Linked DNA regions of Mus musculus: all the other regions are linked to region 1. The links are chromatin contacts, called in public Hi-C and promoter capture Hi-C maps. All regions are on one chromosome and are shown on one strand. Each heading gives the region's core, a stretch centred on a gene start, on an enhancer-like site or on the middle of the called end of the contact. The rest is flanking DNA. Distances are from core to core; before and after follow the strand shown.

The links. Promoter capture Hi-C pulls out the DNA fragments that hold promoters and counts their contacts. Hi-C and Micro-C count contacts between places; a contact is called where the count stands out from the background.
Region 2: a contact with region 1 is called in a promoter capture Hi-C map of neural stem cells. The contact joins the enhancer-like site here to the promoter of Kcnc2 in region 1. A contact is called at or near these places in 5 of 39 promoter capture datasets (the 3T3-L1 cell line, cranial neural crest, embryonic stem cells and 1 more), 5 of 484 Hi-C or Micro-C datasets (all in embryonic stem cells), 13 of 115 datasets of contacts at active chromatin or transcription factors (SST interneurons, VIP interneurons, embryonic forebrain and 6 more) and 1 of 9 other capture datasets (embryonic stem cells).
Region 3: a contact with region 1 is called in a Hi-C map of cerebral cortex, with 1.8 times the contacts expected there. The contact joins the promoter of Atxn7l3b here to the promoter of Kcnc2 in region 1. A contact is called at or near these places in 1 of 484 Hi-C or Micro-C datasets (cerebral cortex) and 1 of 115 datasets of contacts at active chromatin or transcription factors (astrocytes).

The regions. Positions count from the first base shown.
Region 1 is chr10:112,268,458-112,272,948 of GRCm38.p6, reverse strand. It overlaps Kcnc2 (potassium voltage gated channel, Shaw-related subfamily, member 2), which reads right to left and starts at 2,932. Exons shown (of 5, transcript NM_001379643.1): 1 at 2,401-2,932; 2 at 545-1,262. The coding sequence starts at 1,243.
Region 2 is chr10:112,794,010-112,797,949 of GRCm38.p6, reverse strand. No RefSeq gene overlaps it. Among named protein-coding and RNA genes, the nearest start is that of Gm3942, 42 kb to the left of the region's middle. Within about 2 kb of position 2,294, at least 7 of the 459 cell types and tissues checked have an H3K27ac peak or open chromatin away from gene starts, as enhancers often do. A contact at or near this core is called in neural stem cells, where this site is marked.
Region 3 is chr10:112,926,683-112,931,172 of GRCm38.p6, reverse strand. Atxn7l3b (ataxin 7-like 3B) reads left to right here and starts at 2,147. Exons shown (of 1, transcript NM_001033474.2): 1 at 2,147-4,490. The coding sequence starts at 2,451. The coding sequence ends at 2,744.

The DNA.
Region 1 (4,491 bases), core at 1,683-4,182:
CTCTTCACTAATGAGAAGAGACAAGGCTAGACACATTCTCCTCACACCCTACCTCCACCCAGACTCACACAGAGAAGCCATTTCTCCATTCATTGTCCTCAGATTATATCCTTAACGTAGCTACTGCCCTGGGAAGTCAGATCTGAGAGTTAGAGGTCATTGAAACTATCACGTCAGGATGGGCAATGGGCTCCAAAGCACATCCTAGCTAAAGGAAAAGGCTGGAACAAAAAAAAAAGTTAAGGCAAAAACTAAGGTGAATGTAATAATGGCATAAGGACACATCCCAGGACTCTTACAAGGACAGGTCTTGTCTGTTAAAGTAAATCTGTGTGAATTGGAGAGCAGCCGAATACCTAACAGGGAGGGTAGAAGAGATGGGGTGAAGAAAAAGTCTCTGGGCTTGCCCTACCCCACATGAAACATCTCGAAAACCGTGTTCCTTTCTTCCTCTTCATTTCAGAGGCTGTTGGAGGAAAGGATCAAAGTTTGAAGAAAAGTTGTGAGAGTTGCAACAACAGGGAATGCTAGATTCAGGTCTTACCCTAGCGGCTCTAGATGAGTAGGGGTCCTCAAAAAGAGCCCACATGCGAGGCTGCAGCTTCCTCCAGCGGCCTGACTTGCCATCGGGTCCTCCCAGCCCCGCAGCATCCTCAATGCCCAATCTCTTGGCCGCTAGGTCCTCATCATCACCAGGGTCGCCCCCGATGAGGTCGGGTGTCTCAAAGATGTCCAGGGCCTCCTCCGCGTCCCGGTGCTGCCTGTAGGTCATCCAGCAGCAGGGCTCCACGTCGGTCTCATCGATGCCCCAGAAAGCCAGCTCTTCCTCGAAGAGCGGCCCGCACACGTCGGCGGGGCAGTGCAGCTTGCCCGTGCGGTAGTAATTGAGCACATAGGCGAATACTCCTGGGTGGCGATCGAAGAAGAATTCGCGGCCTCCCCCAGGGTGGTCGCTGCCGCCGTTGCCGCCGTTGCCACCGTGCGAACTGCAGTTGCCTGCGCCGCCCTCGAAGCAGCCGCTGGGGACAGGGGACAAGGGAGGCGGTCGTGGCGGCGGAGACAGCGGAGGGGGCAGCGGTTGCAGCTTGTCCCCGGCCGCAGTCAGGCAGTCGCCCTGAGGTTCAGAGGAGGCAAGAAGGGCCAGGCGAGTTCCAGGCAGGGTCTTGAGGGTGCTGCGGTAGGTTTCGTGCCTGGTACCCCCGACATTGAGGATCACCCTCTCGTTGCTCTCGATCTTGCCCATCTCTGTGGCTCAGACATGACTAGGGGAGGCGAACACAGCACCAAGTTAAAGCTCTCGTGGGTCAGAGACTCATCAGGACCCCACCCTACCCCCTACCTCAACCCAAGAGTGCCAAACTGCAGAGCTGGCAAGTGGAAAGGACCCTCCCAGGAGGAGCTTGGTGCCCAAGTCCTGTCCCCGCCTCTCGCATCCCTGGCCCAGGTTCCCAGAGAACGAAGAACAGTTGAGTCTTCCTTGACCTTCCAGGAAACCTTTTTCTCTTGCGGCACACAGTCCACCCTTGGCTCTGACCTCTCTTTCCTTCTTGCCCTCCACCATGCCTCCCCTCTATCCCTGTCACATCCAACCTGCTTTAAGTCCCCAAGCCCCTCTTTCCTTTCCCTAAATCCCCACCGTTCAGTCCCCAGCCTTTTTTTCTACCCGCCTTTGCTCCAAGCGCTCCTCCCTAACTAGACCCCTTACCCACTATCCCATCCCTCTCTCTCTCTCGCTCAGCCCCTCCCCTGTTCTTAATGCAATTCCCCCATGAGGGAGTTACATTTGCTGAGGCAACTTAGCAGTGTTGAGTGGGAGGAGGCCAGGAGTGCCCCAGCTGCCTGCATACCCTGGTCCAACCTTAAGACAGCTCTCCCCACCGCCACCACCACCCCCAGCACTAGGGGAGTGCCCTTTGCCCGCTCTGTTCTCAGTTCACTTCTCTCCCTCACCTACCAGGCAGAAGACTGAACCCAGAAGTCAGAACAACAATAACAACAACAAACGTCCTCGCTACCGCCTTTCACCAAGGAGACCTCTGACTAATTTCCTCATCCAATTTCCTTTTCACATTACTGTTGCCGTTTGTTGCTAAATGTTATTATTACTTGGGAAAGGAAACGGCTAACTAGGATCCATCTTTGAGGACAAAAGTGAGCAGTCTCTGCCACCCCTCCCCCTTCCCAAGAAAAACAAACATCTTGGGGTGGAGAGTGGGGGGTTGCTTTCGAGGAGGGGCGAGGCCCAGGAGAAGCTGAGGGAGGCACACCCCCTGGGTCGCTGAGCTAGACCGCCTGTTTCCAGCTTCTCCCCAGGGGCTCCACAGCCAAGCTCTTAAAGCTAGGCAGGGGGATGCCCGCCTGCGCTGCCCTTCCTTTTCTCCCCTCCTAGTCCCCGGATACCTTAAGGAGACCGGGAGTAAAGTGGATCTGCTTGGGTCTCCCTGTGGACGAGGTTCTTCCTGCAGTCGGACAGAGTCTCTGCGACCAGCTGAGCCGCCCTCCTCAAAGGAGAAACTACTTGTTGGCGTTTTTTCGGGGTTCAGGTGGTTGATCCGCTTCTCTGGGTGCTGAGGTCGGGGAGACAGTCCCCGCCTGCCGCCCGCCGCGCTCCCTGCCTTCACGCTGCTGCGATCTGCTGGCTCTCCCATAGCCACCCTCCGCACCCAGAGTCACCATCGCGCGGGGCTGGGCGAACCATGGAGCTCGGGGCGGGTCCAGCTGGCACAGCCCGACCCCGCCGCAGACCTTCGGGTCGGCTGGCTGTGTCTGGAGCGGAGGCTGACCGAAGGACAGGGGGGCTCACCCAGTGGAAAGTGAAGGCTCTCAGCTTAGATTTGGATCCACAGATTTGGTGCTCCCCCCACCCCCGCCCGAAAGCGTCCTCTGCTAGAGCTGTTCTTCACCACCGCTTGCCTGAGCACACAGCTACAGTGGGTGGGTGGGTCTGGGGAATCTAGGATAAGCAGCACCGTCCTCCGCCCTCTCTGGAGCCCTACCTGCACTCTTTAAGCACAGATCTCCAGACCCTGTCTCCTCACTGCCCCACCCCTCCCAACAAGAGAGAGAGAGAGAGAGAGAGAGAGAATCTAAAGCCAATTGTATCTTTTCCTTAATGACAGCTGACAGGAGAAGTCTGCTTACAGGTGACAGGGATCTTGTTTCTTGTGTCTTCTACAGGGCTCTACTTTCTCTCTTCACTCAAATGTAGGTCTCCAGCCACCACCTCACGGTTATGTAAAACAAAACAAGTTTCTAAAAGTTTATCCCAGGAACATAATGCTCCAAAAAGTAAAACTTCAGCTTCCTTTGTCTGAAATAACCAAGCAACAAAGCAGTGCTCTCATCAGCCAAGTCCCAGTTAACTCTACTGTCTATCTGGGCCTTGTTTGTGCTGCTAGCGCTGATAAAATTAAGTATTTACAACCGCAGGGCTTTCCCCCCAGAAGAAATAGAGTATCTTACAATTTCAGGGTTCAGGGTTGGTCCTTCTGTAGGCCCTGAGGATAGAATGTGATCCAGTCAGCTACATGAGCTTGAAGGTAGCTAGTTTCTCCCAGCATCTCCTCACACCACTCTCTTCCTGTGTACATGTTATGTGTGTCTCCAGATTCTCCCTTCTCCGTGACATCACCCACATGATACAACAACCCTTGATAACGGCCTCATTTTAACCTGATCACCTCTAGACCATGTCTCCAACTAAAATCACCCTTTAATTAGTGGACATTGGGACCCCAGTAGATTGTCTTAGGGAGAACATGATATAACTCATACTAGATCTCATCACCAAAAAAAGCATGTTCTCTCTCTCTCTCTCTCTCTCTCTCTCTCTCTCTCTCTCTCTCTCTCTCTCTCTCTCTCTCTCTCTCTCTCTCTCCCCCCCTCTCTCTCTCTCTCTGTGTGGGTGTGTGTTTACATTTCAAGGAGAGACAGAGAGAGGGGACAGGTGGAATGGAGGAGGAGGAGCCAGAGCCAAAGAAGTGTACCGTTCCACAACTCCATGAGCAATGAGCAATGTTAGGATCAACATCCAACCAGTAAGGAAAGCATCAGGATGTAAATAGAGGGAGGGATCTTTGAAAAAACAAATTTTGCTGTCAATACTGTTATTTAGCCACAAAGTCGGCTGCAGCTGTCAAATTGACATGACTGGAAAAAGAAACTTAATTGATGAATCACCTCCATCATATTGACCTGTGGGGATAACTATGGGGCATTGTTTTTTACTTAATAGTTGATGTAAGAATACCAGACTAGGGAAAAAAATTACCAAATGAATTCGAATTCTATTGTCCCAGCTATTCCTTTATTTAATGTCATAAGTTCAATATAGAAAAGAATATGATATAAGCTTTAAAGTAAATTCACAATAGTAATAATGGTAACCTGAGCATTGGTAGTAACAGATAACATTTACTGAGAGCACAATAATTGTAAAATGCATAAATTCCATCCTTCGGTTTTAATAAAAGTAATGTTCACATTGTATAA
Region 2 (3,940 bases), core at 1,045-3,544, 530 kb before region 1:
AGAGGCAGGAGAGGAAGGAATAAAGGCTAGGAAATAGTTGGAAATACATAAAAAAGCACGGAGGTGCATCATCAGGAGGATGTCCATCTAAAACAATGTAATGAATGGTGACATTTATTAGACAACCTTCAAACACCAGGATGCCTTTTTAATGTTCTTAAGTCCCTAAGGAAGTTCGTTCTTTTAATATGTTCTCAGGAACTAAATATTATGTAAATGTTTACATAATATTTGTATATATATGCTTGCATGTGTATACATATACAAAAGTCCATTCATATGAAAAATTATATAGAGAAAATATAAATGTATATATGTATGTGTATATGCATGTATAATTAACTTGATAAGAAAAAAGTAATCATAAACTTGTTTTTGTTGACTCTGTTTACAGAAGGCTTTTCTTTGGTAGTTGTAGAACCTCCCCATCTAATCATCCATTGTTCTACTGGACCAAGTGAGAGAAGCTGGGTAAAGATCCTAACTCACGAGTTTGATAAACTTGAGGAAGACATAAAGGATATGCCAGATATCTAGGCTTCATTTAAAACAATTCAACATTATGAAAACAATAAGATTTTCTTAATTGTGAGTATTGCATAATTTTTTAAATTTATAATATATGACAAATTGAATATATTTTACCATACATGTATGTTCACAAGCTACTTTTGTTAGTCACCTTAATTGAACCAGAATCTGGAATATCACATTTGACCTTATTTTTTCATTCATTTTGTTTCTATTGTTATTTATATCATTCTTTTTGCAAGCATTTTGAATATATAAAAATGGAGTGTTATTAAGTCCACAAAATGTTCTTTAATAGAATTCTAATGAAACACATATTAATATACCATGATCACTTTTATTATTATAGCACTCCCATTGTGATTTTGTACATGTTATATAGTTATTTTAAATACCCTCCTCTTGTGTAGCCCAAGTTAGCCTTGAACTCTCGATTCACATATTTCAGCCTCCCGAGAAATGCAGTCACAGATATATGCCCTTACATGAGCTCTGTGTCAAATGTATTGTCCTACCCATAACATACCACCTCCTGACCTTACCTATACAACTTTCTAAACTTCTTAACTTTTTTTTTAAAGATTTATTTTATGTATGTGAGCACACTGTAGCTGTACAGATGAGCCCTCATATGGTTGTTGAGAATTGAATGTTAGGACTTCTGCTTGCTCTAGTCAGCCCTGCTGGCTCAGTCTCTGCTTGCTCTGGCCCCAAGATTTATTTATTATCATACATAAGTACACTGTAGCTGTCTTCAGACACCCAAAAGGAGGGTGTCAGATAGCATTACAGATGGTTGTGAGTTACCATGTGGTTTCTGGGATTTGAACTCAGGACCTTCGGAAGAGTAGTCAGTGCTCTTACCAGCTGAGCCATCTCAATGTCTTAACTCTTAACCTCTTGATTTTTAATACTTTGAGTAAAAGTTGGTCTGGAGCCCTAGACATTGCTTGCCATCTGCTCTTCAGAGCTAGTTTTATGATTTCCTTGGAATTTTGTTATCTTTATCTCATTCTGACCGTATCTGTGTGCATATCTGAACCTTAGGAAATGAGATCATCAACATTTTTCTCTGTTAGTCTCCCACTCTTTCATTTCATCCTGATAACTCCTCCTTCAGCTTTTTCCAAAGGACAGAGTGACCTTTCTTTAAGTGACACCTTTATTCATCATCCTTAATAGGTCATTTAAATAACAGATCCGTTTTAAAGTGGCTTTACAGCCTCCTGACAAGTGCCTTTTCTCTGTTCAACAAATTAGTCCTCTGCCTTCTATTTACTTACCAAACTCAGTTCTTGGGTGAATAATTAGAAGGCTTAGACAGTGAAGTCACACTGAATTGTAAATGAAGGTTAAACACACACACTCCTCTGTCAAGCTTTAAATTTTTATTTTATGTTTTGATATAATTTAACACTTACAAAAAGTTGTGAGAATAATACAAAGAACTCATATATATTATACATGTATTATATTATATATCTCATATATTATATTATCTATTATAGTATATATCTCATATTATAATATGTAATGTAATATAATATTTAATTTATATACTATACGATATTATAATATATTATGCTGATTCAATAATTCCTTTCTTGGTTTTTAAAGATTTCATTTATTTTATGTATGTGAGTACACTGTCACTATCCTCAGACACACCAGAAGAGGGCATCAGATCCTATTGCTGTGGTTGTGAGCTACCATGTGGTTGCTAGGAATTGAACTTAGAACCTCAGGAATGCTGGGGACAGCATACAGTGAAAGGGACTGCCTGCAGAAGGCCAGGATGGAGACATCTCAGAAGCCCAGGCAGTTCTTTGTGAGAAACAGTTGCTCCCATTTCTCCTAACCTTAGCCCTGGATAGATTTCATTTGTGCATGACTGCTTTTCAGTTGGCCTTGGTGTGCATAATTATTCTATTATATCTGACTTTCTTATTTCTTTCTCCTTCTGCTCTGGTGAATTCCTTGAAACTAGATGTTCCTTGATGTAATGGTTCTTAAACAATTAAGAATTGAGGCATTGGGGCACAGCACAGCACAGTCCTAATGGCCCAGGTGTATGCTGTGTGTTCTCATCTTGGAAACAATGCAATAACTGCACAATGGTAGTCCCAGACTTATGTTTGACTTGCAAAGAAAGTTTGATGAAATTATTAGAAAATGAATTAGAGCCAACATTGGGGCCCCGAGAAAAAAAAATTATTAAAGTTATAAAATAAGTTTTACGTAACTGTTGAGACTGGTTCCTGGGTAAGCAAGTATAGAATGCATAAAATTAGATATTAGCAAAACTAAGTCAAAACACTGGGACTTTTAGGAGAGTCATTGTGTACAATGTGCAGAAGCAGAAAGCTAGCGGAACTGCTGAATTCAGGGTGAACTTGAGTTTTTTCTGGCCACTGCCTGGCAGCTTTGCCCATGCCATTTATCCTTAGATCTCCACAGGAAAATGAAAGTAGCTGACCTCGGAGCTCTGAGCTCTGAAGTATAATAAGTTAAAAGTTAACGTTTAAATAATGATAAGTTTGCAATTACTATTATTTTGGCTACAGGCCTGGGAATAGGAAAGCTTGAAAATTTGGGGAACAACTGTAATTCTTGATTCTTTGTGGGACATGGTTATTCTTTTGAATTTGATTTGGCAATGGTTATACAATATCTTTTTTTTTTTTTAACCTGCTCTTGGAGTATCAATAAAAGACTGGGGTAAGAGAAAGGCAAGAGAGCAAGTAGCAAGCATTGTAGAGCGAGTTAGAGACCAAATGGGGAGGAGAGCATGAGAAGAGCATTTGAAGAGTGAATGAGGGGAGAATGTGAGGAATGGGTGAGGAGGGAATGTGAAGAGTGAGTGAGGGAAGAATGGAAGAGTTAGTGAGGGGAGAATATGAAGAGTTAGTGAGGAGAGAACATGAGGTGTGTTTGGAGAGTGTGTGTATGTGTGTGTGTGAGTGAAAAGAGAGTGCGTGTGGTATGTGTGTGAGATGTGTGTGAGAGTGAAAGGGGAACTCACAAAGGTGTGTATGAGGTTGGAGTTCAAGAAAAGCAGAGTATGAAGGAGAATGCAGAGTGTGTGCAGCCCCAAGCCGTGAGCAAGCCAGAGAGAAAGAGAGCAGAGAGTGAGGAGAGAAAAAAACTCTAAGCCTTGAAAAAATTGCCTGTCAGCTTGTACCCAAAAAAGGAGTCTGTCTATATTTATTATGCACCTTGCAGATATCTGTGCCCTCCTCCCAGCCTTGAGCAGGCTGCTCTGACCTGGTCTGCCACAGCAGGGCTAGCCCACCTAGGGTGGAGTCTTCTGACCCAGGTAAAATCTTTTGTCTGCCACAGCTGCGGTTTCCTCCAAGACACCATTACCTGCTGAGTGACTGAACCTGTTTTCCTGACACTATACTGACAA
Region 3 (4,490 bases), core at 898-3,397, 660 kb before region 1:
ACATTCAACACTCCATTAAGATCACCAATAAATTTCTCATTTATTTTTTAGAAAAATAAATGAAATCTCCAGTATATTTCAATTCATATTAAGACAATTTAGTGATACAAATAGAAGACAAAATGGGAGTTAGACTACAGATTTTCAAAACAATACTGTTTAGTCAGAGTAAATAGAATTATCATTATTTGAATTTCTATGAACATAAAAGCACATATACTTTGAAATAATTTTTATTGAACTGTACTAAATGTATTAGATAAATACAAGACAGTTTCCAACTCCCACAGTATAAGATTAAGAAAAACAATCTCCTATTTGTTTTGTCAAATTAAGGGAACAAAGATTTTTCAATGACCTGGCATGAACAAATTATACATCGATAATGACAAAGGACAGTTGTCTGTTAATAAGAACTTTTGTTTGGCAATAAATGTGTTAGCACCAGCAAATGTCAAAGCATGCTAGACATGAAGCTAGACAGTCAGACCCAAACCAAGACCTGCAGAAAAAAGTCTAAACTTCACAAATGTCTCTGAATTTGTACTAGACCTGGAAAGTAGAGTTTTACACTTAGTTTGAAGAGGAAAGAGTTTAAAGCAAAGATGCTTGAAGTCCTAACTATATTTTCTTTATCTAACTAGGCAGTCTGTACCACTGTATACATCATGCAAGCACCATGTGAAAATTCTTATACGTATTGCTATGTGTCTCACTACAAAACTATGTGATGACACCTATTCCTGAAATGTCAAGAAAACAGATCCCAATACAAGATTCGCATAGGCATCTACTGTAGGAGGCAGTCTGATTCAGTAACATGTACTCTTAAACATTACATGGTTTATTGTATGTCCAGATCCCACAATGTGTCAATACGTTAATTTTTTGAATCTAGAACATCTAGATTATACAAAAGTCCAATTTTTTTAAAGTTCTGTCTTTTTTTAAATTAAAAAAAAAGAACTCTGGGCAGAAAAAAATTAAGTAGCATAAGCTAAATGATTTGTATCTGCCAATTTGTGAGATCTAAATTAATTAAATAGACAACTAGAAAATACAGTTGTTTACAAATAGTTTGCACTCTAAATCAATCAGTGTAAGGTAATTCTGTACTGAGGAAAATATGATCATCTTATGCTTTTCTCTAATCTGGAAATCTTGCATAAGAAAGCTATAAAGGAGGATTTGAGTTTTTCCTTAGCCACAGTTCTTTCTGATAAATTGCAAAAGTAGAGCAGTTGCAGAGGAGGATCAAATAATGAACAAGAAAGAAAAAAGTAAAGAAAGAATACAGTGATTTCCTTATGTTTGAATTCACAACTAATCTTTTTAGGAATAGCTAGCTAGCATCTTCTGATCCATTGTGGTTAGTAGTGTGTTTTATCAGTGACAGAATAAGGACTTGCTTGAGTCAAATGAGAAAAGTTGTTAGGAGCTGGCTGCAGAGGATTTGGTGGGACGGTTCCAGTTCTCACAGTGAAAGCAGTGTAACTTTAGGAAAGTCTTCCCCCTCCTCTTTGCCTCCCCCAAACTAAGCGCACATCATTTTTATCTTGTAGCACATTTGGAGACGTATATAATCATTTCTTTACAGTCACGCTGACTTAATGGTCTTATAAGTGAGATAAATGCCTTAGGTTTATTTGATCAATATATTTGAATTATGCCTTTAGTGTCAGGATTCTAGTTGTTTTCATTCAAAGAAAGCCTCAAAGATAAACTATAGGGCAATTTGTTTCCTTGCATCATCTAGTGGATTTAAATGACAACTGCGGCAGTACTGTAAATTACTGCAAGCCAATCCTGTACGTCAAATTTTCAGTCGTATGTGGATAAACATGCCTGAAATCATTATTCGATTGATTACACAACTGGACAAGTAATTATTATTCCTCCTTTTACGTAAGAAATCATTGAAACACAGGTGAACGCATTAGTGAACGTTTAAAGCCCTAAACAAAATACCATAGCATCGTCGATAACATTTTATGAACCGGGAGAGAGAAAAAGACACAGGCAGGAATGCCAGTTGTCGCCACTGGCTCGCACAGACCAACAGTGCTCCCAGGCCAGCGAACTGCGCCAGAGCCCGAGCCCAAGCCCAGCCTCCGCGCGGAGCCAGTGCGCAGGCGCAGCACCGGGCGGAAGTGGGGGGGCGGGCCCAGACTGTCAGCGAGAGGAAGAGGCCCGAACGGCTGGGTGAGGCGCCGAGACGGTTTTCGCGGCGAGCCGGGCTCGGGTGCAGCTCAGAATCCCGAACTTGGGTGATCGTCGCAGCCGAGCGAGCGTTGGGGCTCCGGAGCGGCGGTTGCTGTCGCCGCGGACGCCGCCGTCGTCGCCGTTGCCGTCCCGGAGGACGAGGCCCGGAGAGGCCTTGCAGGCCTAGCGGAGCCCGAGTGTGCCGTGAGTAAAGCCAGCGCCCTCCGCACGGTCGCTTGCCGGTTAAGATGGAGGAGATTTCGTTGGCCAACCTGGATACTAACAAGCTGGAGGCCATCGCCCAGGAGATCTATGTAGACCTGATAGAGGATTCCTGCCTGGGCTTCTGCTTTGAGGTGCACCGGGCGGTCAAGTGTGGCTACTTCTACCTGGAGTTTGCAGACACTGGGAGCGTGAAGGATTTCGGCATCCAGCCAGTGGAGGACAAAGGCGCGTGCCGCCTCCCGCTCTGCTCCCTTCCTGGGGATCCCGGGGACGGGCCCCAGACGGAGCTGCAGCGTTCACCTCCGGAATTCCAGTAGTCACCACCTGAGAGAGGGCGACACAGTGACCAGGACAATAATAGAGACTGGTCCCCGTGGCTTTGGAGGAATAAGCTAAGTTGGAGAGAAAAAAAATTAAATCAACAAATAAAGGAAAAGCAAACAAAAGTCCCATTTACCCCCCTTCAAGATCTTAGCATTAAAATACAAAAAAAAAAAAAACCGAGAAGGCGTAAAACGAACAAAACACCCAAAGAGGAGAATTTAGGAATCCCGGTCCATTTGAAAGGGTCTCCCATGCCAGCTCTGAAATCCTGGGCAGAAGAAGGTCCAGAGGCGTCGTGCTGTATTTTGAGCTGTATAAAATACATGTGGATGTGCAAGGACCCTGAACTGTCCTCGGTACACAGGTGAGCAGCTGTGTACCCAGCCTATACAATTCTATTTGTTTCTCAGATTCTGCATCTGCCTGATGTCATGGGCCTCCTTCGAAGTTTTAGATGGTGTTGATGGTCAGGCCCTGATCAGTCAGCTTCGGTGGACTGCTCCTCTGATTTCTAAGCCTCCAATTGGGCCTCTTTGATACAAATAGAAGTCAGGTATGTGACTTAAATACTAAAAATATTAATATTCCCGTTTGAATTCGATGGGAAGCCCTTGTGCCCTTGTCTTCAAGAAGTTCCAAATCACCTGTTTTCCAAAGGTCCAGCATTTTGTGGGGACAAGGCCTTGCCTTTGGCTCATCAGAAGACCTGTCTTTCCATCCTACTGAGTGGCAAAGGTTTGGCAAAGGACAAGGTGGTTTTCAAACAGCTGAAGATTTTCTTTTGATGCTATGAGGATGAAGTGTACCTCCGCGACTGCACATCATGTCCAACTGGAAGACTCATGTCTTGAATTACATACTGCGGACATAAGTTTGGTGGGACGGTTTTTTCCTACTTTTGAGTTACTGGTGATGTAACCAGCCCATGGGTCTGACTTGATCATTATGACAGGTCGCTGCCCTCCAGTGGTACCACTGACCTACAGAAGGACATCATGGCAGAGCAGGAGGCTGTTTAAAAATTGAGCCAGGAGGGAACTTTTTTCCATCTGCCTTCAATAATGTGAATGAGTTTAATGCTAAGAGCCCTGAAACAGGCCTGGTTTACCTGGTATGGTTGCAGAATTCCTTCATCAACTGGGCAGTCAGACCTCTGCTGTGCTGATTGAGACTGTCTCCACCTTCTCTGCCCTCACAAACAGCAGTTCATCACTTGGTCCTCAGAACCTCCTTCCAGCAGGGGCTGTATATTTCTTGATGGAAAGTTGGAGGCAGGGTTAGAAGTAAAGGGGAAGTGAGTGGCATATCAAAACTGGTCTGTTTCAGTCCCTAAAATGGGGGGTTATGGAGGGTGGGAGTCCTGAGGTGAGCAGAAAAGAAAGGTGCTGCTTTATTTGAAATGTTTTCTTACCTCATTCTGTGCCCCAGTAAAGGGTCCAGCCTCATCTGTCTGGCTTGGCCATGTTCCTGTCACTGCTCCACTGCCTCTCTGGTGCAGCTCATGATTCCAGGTGCTGCTTGCCACACTAGGTTTTCTCTCGACCAATTTCAGCTCATCTTCCAGTGCTGCTCCTCCGAAGCCTACACAAGTTTCCTTTTTCCTTTTGTTGTCGTTTTCGTTTTCTAACTTTAAATTTTTATGTTGTTTTGTTTTACCTGTTTTTATGGAAGCCTTAGAGGAGAATCTCTCATGGCTCCCTCTGTTTGGATTGGAATGGGAAAATAACAAAAAAAAAAAA